Regions from separate parts of the Mus musculus genome. Here regions 1 and 3 are each linked to region 2. The links are chromatin contacts, called in public Micro-C and promoter capture Hi-C maps. All regions are on one chromosome and are shown on one strand. The core of a region is the stretch at or near the end of the contact, and the rest is flanking DNA. Distances in the headings are between cores, read along the strand shown.

Region 1 (2,782 bases), core at 77-2,576, 750 kb before region 2:
TATGGTTCTGTGATCTCAGAGACAATGTGAGCCACTCGTGTTATATATGCATATGTACACAAACATGGAATATAGAGTTCACAGACTGCCTATATACCAAGGCACTAGTTAATGTGAGCTCGGGTTCATGTTTTCAGTGTGCTTGCTTAGCTCAGAAGTATGATTTTCTTCAGATACAGATAGATGGCTGATGTACAGTTCTCAACCTTTCCTCTCAAATGTGTGTGTGTGTGTGTGTGCGCGCGCACGTGCACACATCTGTCGGTCTTTTTGAAGACAGGGTCTCTCTATTATAAAGCCCTGGCTGTCCTGGAACTCAATGTGCAGATCAGGAAGGCTTCAAGCTCATGGGGATCTCCTTGCCTCTTGCCTTCCCAGTGATGGGATCAAAGGTGTTGCACCCCCATACCTGGCTTCAAATATATTTGTGTAACTAACAAGATGATGAAAGTGGGACCATTCCTTCCACCCTGTTGGCATCGTTAGAAATGCCCCTCTGAGCCCCATCTCTTAGGACTTCAGCGTGATGAACCGCTGAGCTTTGAAAAACTGTTCTGCCTTCAGTTCCTCTCCCCCCTCCCTCCTGTCAAATGCTTTCCTCTCTAAAGTGTAGATGATGGGAAAGGATGTTGATTGGCACGCCTCTGTGAACCAACACCTTCCCTTGACTTAGTCCCTCTACCCCACATAGCTTCACTCTGTATTCTTCTGACACACCATACGTGGGTTTTTGTAAAGTGTCCTATTTAGAGGAAAGAAGATTCGTAGGAAATGAACACACATATGTACTGCTGTCTTTTTTTTTCTTTCTCTCTCTTTTTCTTTTTTCAGCGCTGGCAAACCAACCAGTTCTCAGAAAGGACAGCAAAATGAGAGAATTGTTCCCTCAAGTTAAAAAGTTGGAGAGCCGTAAATGCCAACGCACTTTTGAACTATCTATAAATCTGAACCAAAGACTTTTTAAAGTTTGTTTTCTGAGAAATGGCTCATACTGTAATGTGGGGCTGGCCTGCAACTGATGGCAATCCTCCTGCCTCAGCCTCTCAAGTGCTGGGATCATAGTGGCGGGCCACTCCAACTGGAGTGAAAAACCAAAGGGCGACGGGGGTTGGGGGGAGACCGCCATAAATAACTCAATGAAGTGAGTTCTCACTGACAGTTCTCAAGACCGTCATCCCTGAGTCTAGATAAAAAGTTCCAGGTCCTTCCGTGTCAGGCAAATCTGGAAGTTGGGCTTACGCACACCGCTCGGCTCTCCTTGCGACAGCGCCCTCATCCCCGGTGTTTCTCAAGTAGACGTCCCGAGACGGTCGCTGAGGCACTGTTTCCACGCGATCAGGGTTCCTCAGGCTTGACATTCAAAAGTGGGTGCGGAACCCGCGGCACTCGGAGCGTGCTTTAAAGCGGCCGCCAGCCAGCGCCGCTCTAACCTCGCGCCCCGGCTGCCGGCGGCTCCCGCCCTGCATCTGCGCCGACGCGACCGAGCGATCCCGGGGCCTCCCTGCGCCCGGAATCTCCCGCCAGCCGCGCGGGTCCCCACGGCAGCAGCACGTGGAGCGGCCGCGGAGCCTGAGCGACAGCTGCAGCCCGCGCGGCCCGCGGCGACATGGAAGGTGAGCTCGGCGCCGCTGCGCTGGGGGCTTTGAGCAGCCGGAGCGGCGCGCGCTCAGAGGCTCGGCTGGCTTCCTTCTGAATCTCGGTTTTGCTTCTATTTATTTCTTTTAATTTAAATGCGTGTCCGTTCTCAGACACCCCCTCCCCCAACTTGGGAAAGTGCTAAGTTCTCTTCAGTTTTATTTCTTGGGGGTTGTGAGACGGGGGCATATGTATGGGTCACCTTAAATCTGCAAAGGACAAACAGTCTTGGGTGTCCCTAAGTTTGGCACCAAACCTGGGACGGAATAATCTCCCCCTCCCCCGGGTTGGGGGTGGGGGGGACGCTCCGCGGTCTCAGTCTCCATAGGAATTAGTTTAATCTTAGTTACTTGAGTCTACTTTTCTGTAATGTGACTTTTCTGTGAATACTGTCTTAGTGGCTAAGGGCATATTTGAAAATGATTAGCAATTGTAGTTAGTTAGCTTGGAAATCAAATGAACTTAAAAAAAAAAACAAAAAACAAAACCAAAGGGGGGAAAAAACCCGAAACAAAAATAAGGCTCACGTTAAGGGTTTCATTTGAATTCATTTCGGAAGTTATAGCTTTGCTTCTCAGAAGCCTCGCAGTATGAACTTCCTTAAGATAAGTGCAATTTCACATTTTCAACAAGTGTTTCTAAAACTCTGAAGATGGAAGATGTGGCTCAACTTTGGGGGAGGAGAGGTGGCCCTGAGAAAATCAGAAGTTGAGCGCTGCATTCGTTTAAAGGAGAGAGATACTGACGCTTACCTAATTGAAGTGTTGGTCTGTAAATATTATGAATATCACAGTTACTTTCTTCATGATGGTTGAAGAATCTCTTTTAACACATGAACCTTGATCTTTTGGCATCTTTATTTAGTTCTAGTGTATGTGAAGCTATGAAATATGATTAACAAGTTTGGAACACAGTTAAATATGATAAAGCTTTGTTTCACAATGCAATTGAGTGGAACACAGCCCTTAATTCTCAGCTTGTGCATGGTATGCTGGTAAATGTGGCTTCTTCTTCTTCTTCTTTTTCTTCTTCTTTTTCTTCTTCTTCTTCTTCTTCTTCTTCTTCTTCTTCTTCTTCTTCTTCTTCTTCTTCTTCTTCTCCTTCTCCTTCTCCTCCTCCTCCTCCTCCTCCTCCTCCTCCTCCTCCT
Region 2 (2,858 bases), core at 203-2,702:
GATCCAGCTTGGAGAGCCAGGTACAACGTATCTATGAGGAGCCAAAAGGCTTCCCTGCAGAGGGGGTCACAAGAGAAGAAACGGGTTGTCTTAGACTTTATGGGGTTCAGAACAAGGCAGAAGGGTCCCATCTCAAACTGTACCGGAAACACCCAGATCTACCCTTCAGTCCCCCTTGCAAAAGTGTAATGGCAAACAGATGATCGGGTCCAGCCTGGGCCGGGGGATGCGTAAGAGCCCCTAGGGGCCAGCTGATTTCCAGAAGGCTACCCCCCTCCTCTTAAAAAACTCCTTTTCGTCTGCTTCCTCAGAACTCGGCCAATCCCACCCTCCATCGGAGAAAACAGCTCTGAAAAGTTAGCTCTTTGTTCTCTAAGCTGGTCTCCAGGCTGAGCACAATTTCAGATCTCCAAGAAGCGTCCTCCCCACTCCCTACCCCGCCCAGCTCCGACTGGGCAGCCGATCACCCGGAGTGGCTTGCAATTTGAATTGGGGGTTGGGGAAGCTATGAAGGAGGTCTGCGGGTTCCCCAACCACAAAAAAAGCAAGGAGGGGACCAGCAGGTCGTTCAAAAAGAGGGGGTCTCGCAGTGAGATTCCGGCGCTGCCCCTAAATCCCTTTCACCACAATTGACACTCGCTGGACGAAGGACCCGACGCAGCTTCCAAGCCAGGAAGCCAGGCTACCGGCAGCCCAAGCCGGGCGGGTAGCGCCGGCCCCAGCCTCCGCCCCGCCCCCGCCGCCCCCTCCCCCCAGCGCCCCGCGCTTCCGCCTACTTGGCGCTGGCCGCCGCGGGGAAAGGGAGCGGCCGTCTCCCCTCTCACTCCCGGCCCGGGGGGCGGGACTGCACCTCTAACCTCCTGCACACACCCGGGGAACCCGGTTCCCTGGTGCTCTTCCGCCCTTCCTTCCAGCCCTCCTAACCTCGATGCACAGAGGCCACCCATCTCCAGCGGTGGCTGCTCACCACCTCGCCTTGGACCTCCCAGGTTCCAGACTGGGGTCTGTCCCCACACCCCAAGTCGCCTCCCGCCTTCCTTACCTGCTCTGGGGAGCGCAGGGAAGAGCCCGCAAAGACCCGGCCCCTCTTTCCTCCCCTGATGGAGAGCTGCACTAGCACTGGCTAGCTCGCAGCGCCCGGTACCCGAGCTCACCTTATCCAGACAGTTCACCTTCTCCGTGGGGTACACGATCTTGCCGCACCGGGCACAGTTAGGGTTCATGGTTCCGGGGAAAGACTGGGGCGGGGACGCCCGTATTCGCGCGCGTTCCCTTTTCCTTGGGCGAGCTGGTGGGAGGCGGCGGCTGCAACTGTGCAGGCGACGGCGACTGGAACTGGGGAACTGGCCTCCGCCTCCGCCCTCCTTCCCCTAATAAACACAGTGGGGAGGAGGGGCTGCACTGGCTAGGGCGGGGACGCGCCTCGGGCGCGGAAAGAGGCGCGCGCGACCAGGCGCGCTCCCCGGGCGACGTGGGGCTGCGTGGGGGCGGGTTCCAGGGAGGACTGCGGGACGGGAGTGCAGGAGCCCCTGAGCTCTCGGGGTGCACGTGCCCCTGGGCTCCGCGACCGAGGACGGGCCCGGGCCATGGCCCTTCCCGCGCTGGAGAAACAGACGCGAGTGTGGCAGAGCCCGATTTCCCATGAGAGGGGGCAACCCCACGCACCCGACGATGGTGGGGATAGTACAGATTCTCTAGACTGGGGGACTTTCCTTAAACCCGTGGGTCCCCAGCATCAACCTGCGGGGAAACCACCCCTTGCCCCGCCCCGCCCCCCAGCTAGTTCCCTTCCCGCCCACATCCTCTCCCACATAGGTACCTGTCCCTTTCCCTTTGGACTCAGCACCTCCGTACGTTCACCCTCCCCGCCCCTCTGCGCTGCAGCTTTCCCATGGATTCTTCGGATTCAGGCATCCTCTGCTTTCAGCTTGGCCGCCTTTGCTCTTCCATTCTTTTCTCTTGCCCCTATTCTACCTGTGTAGCAGCTGCGACAGCATCTTAAGACTGAAAAGAGATTGCTTCAAGCTGCGCGTCGGTGCGGGGGTATAGCTCAGTGGTAGAGCATTTGACTGCAGATCAAGAGGTCCCTGGTTCAAATCCGGGTGCCCCCTCAGAGTCTTTTCCTCTCTTCAATGACAATAAAAATACGTTTCAATACAAGTATGATCTTGATTCGACCCTGGGTCATTAAAACAGGTAAAAAGATAAAGGCCACTCCTCCTTTTAAATCTGAGCAGAAAAGCCTTCGTTTTGCCTCGTACCAAGCAGAAGTTGCACGACTTTATTTGATTGGCGCCAGAGTCCTGGAGATTTCTGCCCATGGTATGCTTGTGAATTTGAATTGGATTGTTCCACACTTTGGGTTCGGAAGCCAAGGTCACTCCCCAGGTTGACGGTGTGTGTCCGTTGAGGGTCAAGGGTCAATCAAAAAAGGGAAACTTGCGGACATAGCCCTTCTCCAACCTAAGCTTTCCTTTCCCTTTTTCGTTTCATTCTATGATCCTTATTATTCTATATCCTCACGTTTCATTGTGACTTGGTGACGTGGACCGAGTAAAAGCGCTCCGAGACCGTGAAACCGGGAGGAGCACTCGTCAGCTCCCTTCACTGCAAAAGAACAAGACCCCAAAGCCAAGTAATATAAATGAATGCAGTGGTTTTCACAACTTGTGCGTGCTCTAGAGTGACCTGGGGGAGGGGGGGGCTCATTAAAACGTCCCCAGTTTCCGATTGTGTAGATGCTGAGGAAGGCCTTGGCAGTTAGCTCTTTGGCGGATTTGTCAGGTAAATCATTCAAGGACGCAAGGACCGCTCTTTGAGGATCACCAGAATATTATTACCACAACGCTATCAAGTTT
Region 3 (2,973 bases), core at 430-2,929, 530 kb before region 2:
GTCTCTGTGGAGCACCTTGTTCATTCTGAACGTCGAATTCTTGTCTTATCAGCCCAAGACTCCCTTGAGAAGGGTTCTCCAGGTAAGACCAGAGGGCATCCACTTGGACTAAGGGATGTGGTGCGGTCTTCCTTTTGTCTGTGTGGTTCTGTGCTTGCTATGTGGCTGGCTGGCATCTGAATATGTGAGCCAAGGTTGTTGGGTGTGCACAGGTAGGTCAAGGGAGAGACAAGAAATTTGGGCCTGAAGACAGCACCTGCCTGAGTCCAGTGTGGTCAAGGGTCTCTACCCCTGACTGCAAGTACTTGTCTCTCACACAGGTTAACTCTGAACAGGGGTGTGTTTCCATTTTCTCCACCACAGAGTGAGGAACTGGTGGGAAGGTGGGTGTGTCGGAAGCTCCTCCCTTTAACCTGTACCATTTGCATCTGTGTCTGGCAGGATAGGAACCTTGCAAGGGGAACTGTAAAATAAAGCATCCATTTCCTACCTCCCTCAGCAAGACACCTGTCTGGTCTTCTCCTCTCTGGCCTCTCCTGTGACTGATGGGGTCAGCCTCTGTGGCTTTTGTATTTTCTGCAGAGAGGAAGAGTGCTGGGTCCTGTCTAAAAACTCTAAGCGGCCTGCAACCAGTCATACCCTTTCCTTCAGCTAACCAAATCAGAAGGCCAAAAGAGAGGCATTGGTGGATGGCCTACCTGGCAAGGATCAGGGGTGGTAAGGCCTCAGTGACTCAAGAAGGAGGAGGAAGAGGAGGAAGAGGGCTTCTGGGTTAGGAATCCAGATCTGTGCCCACCTTAACCCAGATAGGGACACATAGCTCATCTCCAAATCCCTCCCCACCCCACCCCACCATACATTTGCCCTTGACACCCAAGGAAAGATCTCCTGTGTGATGACTACACAGATAGACACACATGTCCCCACAGACACACACACACACACACACACACACACACACATGAGCACTCGCGTGCGCACGCACAACACGCCCATGCAGAGGCACAGACACCCAGGGAGGCAAATCTTTCCCTTTCTCTGTCTTTCCCTTGGTTTGAATTTTGTTCAGCCACATATGTTGTGTGTGCGTGAGGGTGGGTGGGGGAGGGGCAGACAGGGATGAGGAATGGCATGGTGCCAGCATCTACCTATGGGGCTTGGGCCAGGGATGCCCCCCACACCCACCCTGGAAGGAGCCTCAGCTGTCCCTTTGTGGTGGAGGGGATTCTCTTGGGGAGCGGCAGTAAGCACCGAGGTCCCTTCTCCACACCCCAGGGTCTGGTCCTGACCCACCTTAGGGACCTGGAGACAGGGAAATGGACAGATCAAGACCCTGGAGAGAGCCCTGAATTGGCCTGGCAACCACAAACCGCCAATTCCCAGACTTGCCACCCCATTGTTCCCATGTGGGGGGTTCTATATCTGAGGGGGGCAAATCCTCCCACCTCCCTCTCAATCTCTGCTTTTCCTGCGTTGGGCGGGGAGGGGAGGGCGGCAGAGATATTTATTTATTTCCTTTATTTATTTAATTTTTTTTTTTTTTTTTGGAGTAGAGAGTGACAGATGGCGGCGGGTCCCGGGGGAGCCGGCTCTCCCCCAATGCAGACGCATGCCAATCACCGTCTCTCATGTGATAGCTGCTGCCCGTGACGTGCCAAGCCCATATGGCCTGGCATAGAGGCTGGTACCCCGCCTGGTAGAGATGCCACACTCGCTCCGCGGCTCGCATGGCGCTCTGAAGACGCCGGCGCCCGCCGCCTTGAGGAACCGCTGCCCCCGCTCCCTGAAGATGGGGGAACAATGAAATAAGCGAGAAGATTCCTCTTCTCCCCCCTCTCTCTCTTGCCCCCTCCCCCCTCCCCTCCCCTCTCCCCTTGACTCCTCTCTGAGGTAAGTTGTCCGAGAGGGAGCTAGATCTGACCTGCTATTAGTGGTGGGGGGGCGCTGCTTCGGACATGGAAGTCCCCCCCAGTTCTCCTATTCCTGGGACCCTACCCCCTTACGGGATGGGCAGCGGGGGCGCCCCGTGTTCTCTCTCCCATTGGGGCCGCAGCTTAAGGGGCTGCGGAAGGAGATGGTATGCCTAGGATGGGCTGAGGGGGAAGGGTCATGAGGCACTCGAAGAAGCGAAGATGGGACCCCCCCCATGACTGTCCCGAAGGAACCTGTGACCTTTTCCCACCACCAAAAAAGATAAGCAAACAAATAAATTTGGATTTTTCCCCAAGGATCTCAAAATACAACGAGATCTGTAGAGACGTGTGGGAGGGAGGGAGTTTGAAGAGGGGAAGAGGGTCCCTGACCGCAAGGGAGACGAACAGGGTTCGCTTTTGGGTCTCCTCCCCACGCCCGGCTTCTTCAGTCCCCGCACCCGGAGCCCGCTCCGGGAGACCCGTAAGCAGCAGCTAGAGAGGAGACGGTGCTCCGGTGTCTAGAATTGGGGCTGCGGGGGTGGGGGCCCGGCCGGGGGCGGCGCGCGGCCAACTTGCAAATTGGATTAGGGAGCTTGGGGGTGAGAGGCACCGGAGGGCTTGGGGAGCCAGGCCGAGGGGCCGGACCGTGGAGAGGAGGAACCGGGGCAGCGTCCCCACGGCGGCCGCCCAGCTTCTCTCCGTCACCGGGAGAGAGCTGGCTTTCGGGCGAGAGCACCGCCTCCCCGGGAAGATGGACCTGGTCCCTTAACCCCCCACCTGGTCAAGCTCTCTGGGACCCCGACACCGGCCGAGAGCAGCTTCCTTCCGGGCCAGGGGCGGAGCAGGAGCCCGGATCTCGGGCAAGGGCCTGGGCCGCGGTCCCCCACTGGCAGCCGGGCAGGGCTGGGCCGGCTCTGGGCGGGGCAGCAGGACGTAGTGGGCATCGGGGGCCCCTGAGCTGGGGCGCTCACGGAGACTTGGGGGGTGGAGGCGGGTTGGGGGGTCGTGGTGACCCCGGCGCGCCCCTCACTCTGTGCTGTCTGTCTCCCCGCCCCCGGGG

Evidence for each region. Promoter capture Hi-C pulls out the DNA fragments that hold promoters and counts their contacts. Hi-C and Micro-C count contacts between places; a contact is called where the count stands out from the background.
Region 1: a contact with region 2 is called in a promoter capture Hi-C map of pre-B cells, with 2.2 times the contacts expected there. The contact joins the promoter of Ikzf3 here to the promoter of Lasp1 in region 2. A contact is called at or near these places in 3 of 39 promoter capture datasets (the C10 cell line, erythroid cells and pre-B cells), 1 of 115 datasets of contacts at active chromatin or transcription factors (extraembryonic endoderm stem cells) and 1 of 9 other capture datasets (liver).
Region 3: a Micro-C map of embryonic stem cells shows a contact between it and region 2, with 2.0 times the contacts expected there. The contact joins the promoter of Neurod2 here to the promoter of Lasp1 in region 2. A contact is called at or near these places in 2 of 39 promoter capture datasets (pre-B cells and stem cell-derived epiblast-like cells), 1 of 484 Hi-C or Micro-C datasets (embryonic stem cells) and 1 of 115 datasets of contacts at active chromatin or transcription factors (pancreatic cancer cells).

The regions. Positions count from the first base shown.
Region 1 is chr11:98,544,575-98,547,356 of GRCm38.p6, reverse strand. Ikzf3 (IKAROS family zinc finger 3) reads left to right here and starts at 1,326. Exons shown (of 8, transcript NM_011771.1): 1 at 1,326-1,613. The coding sequence starts at 1,607.
Region 2 is chr11:97,798,159-97,801,016 of GRCm38.p6, reverse strand. It overlaps Lasp1 (LIM and SH3 protein 1), which reads right to left and starts at 1,452. Exons shown (of 7, transcript NM_010688.5): 1 at 1,155-1,452. The coding sequence starts at 1,223. n-TCgca51 (a tRNA gene) reads left to right here and starts at 2,040; the gene lies at 2,040-2,111.
Region 3 is chr11:98,328,351-98,331,323 of GRCm38.p6, reverse strand. Neurod2 (neurogenic differentiation 2) reads left to right here and starts at 1,679. Exons shown (of 2, transcript NM_010895.3): 1 at 1,679-1,890.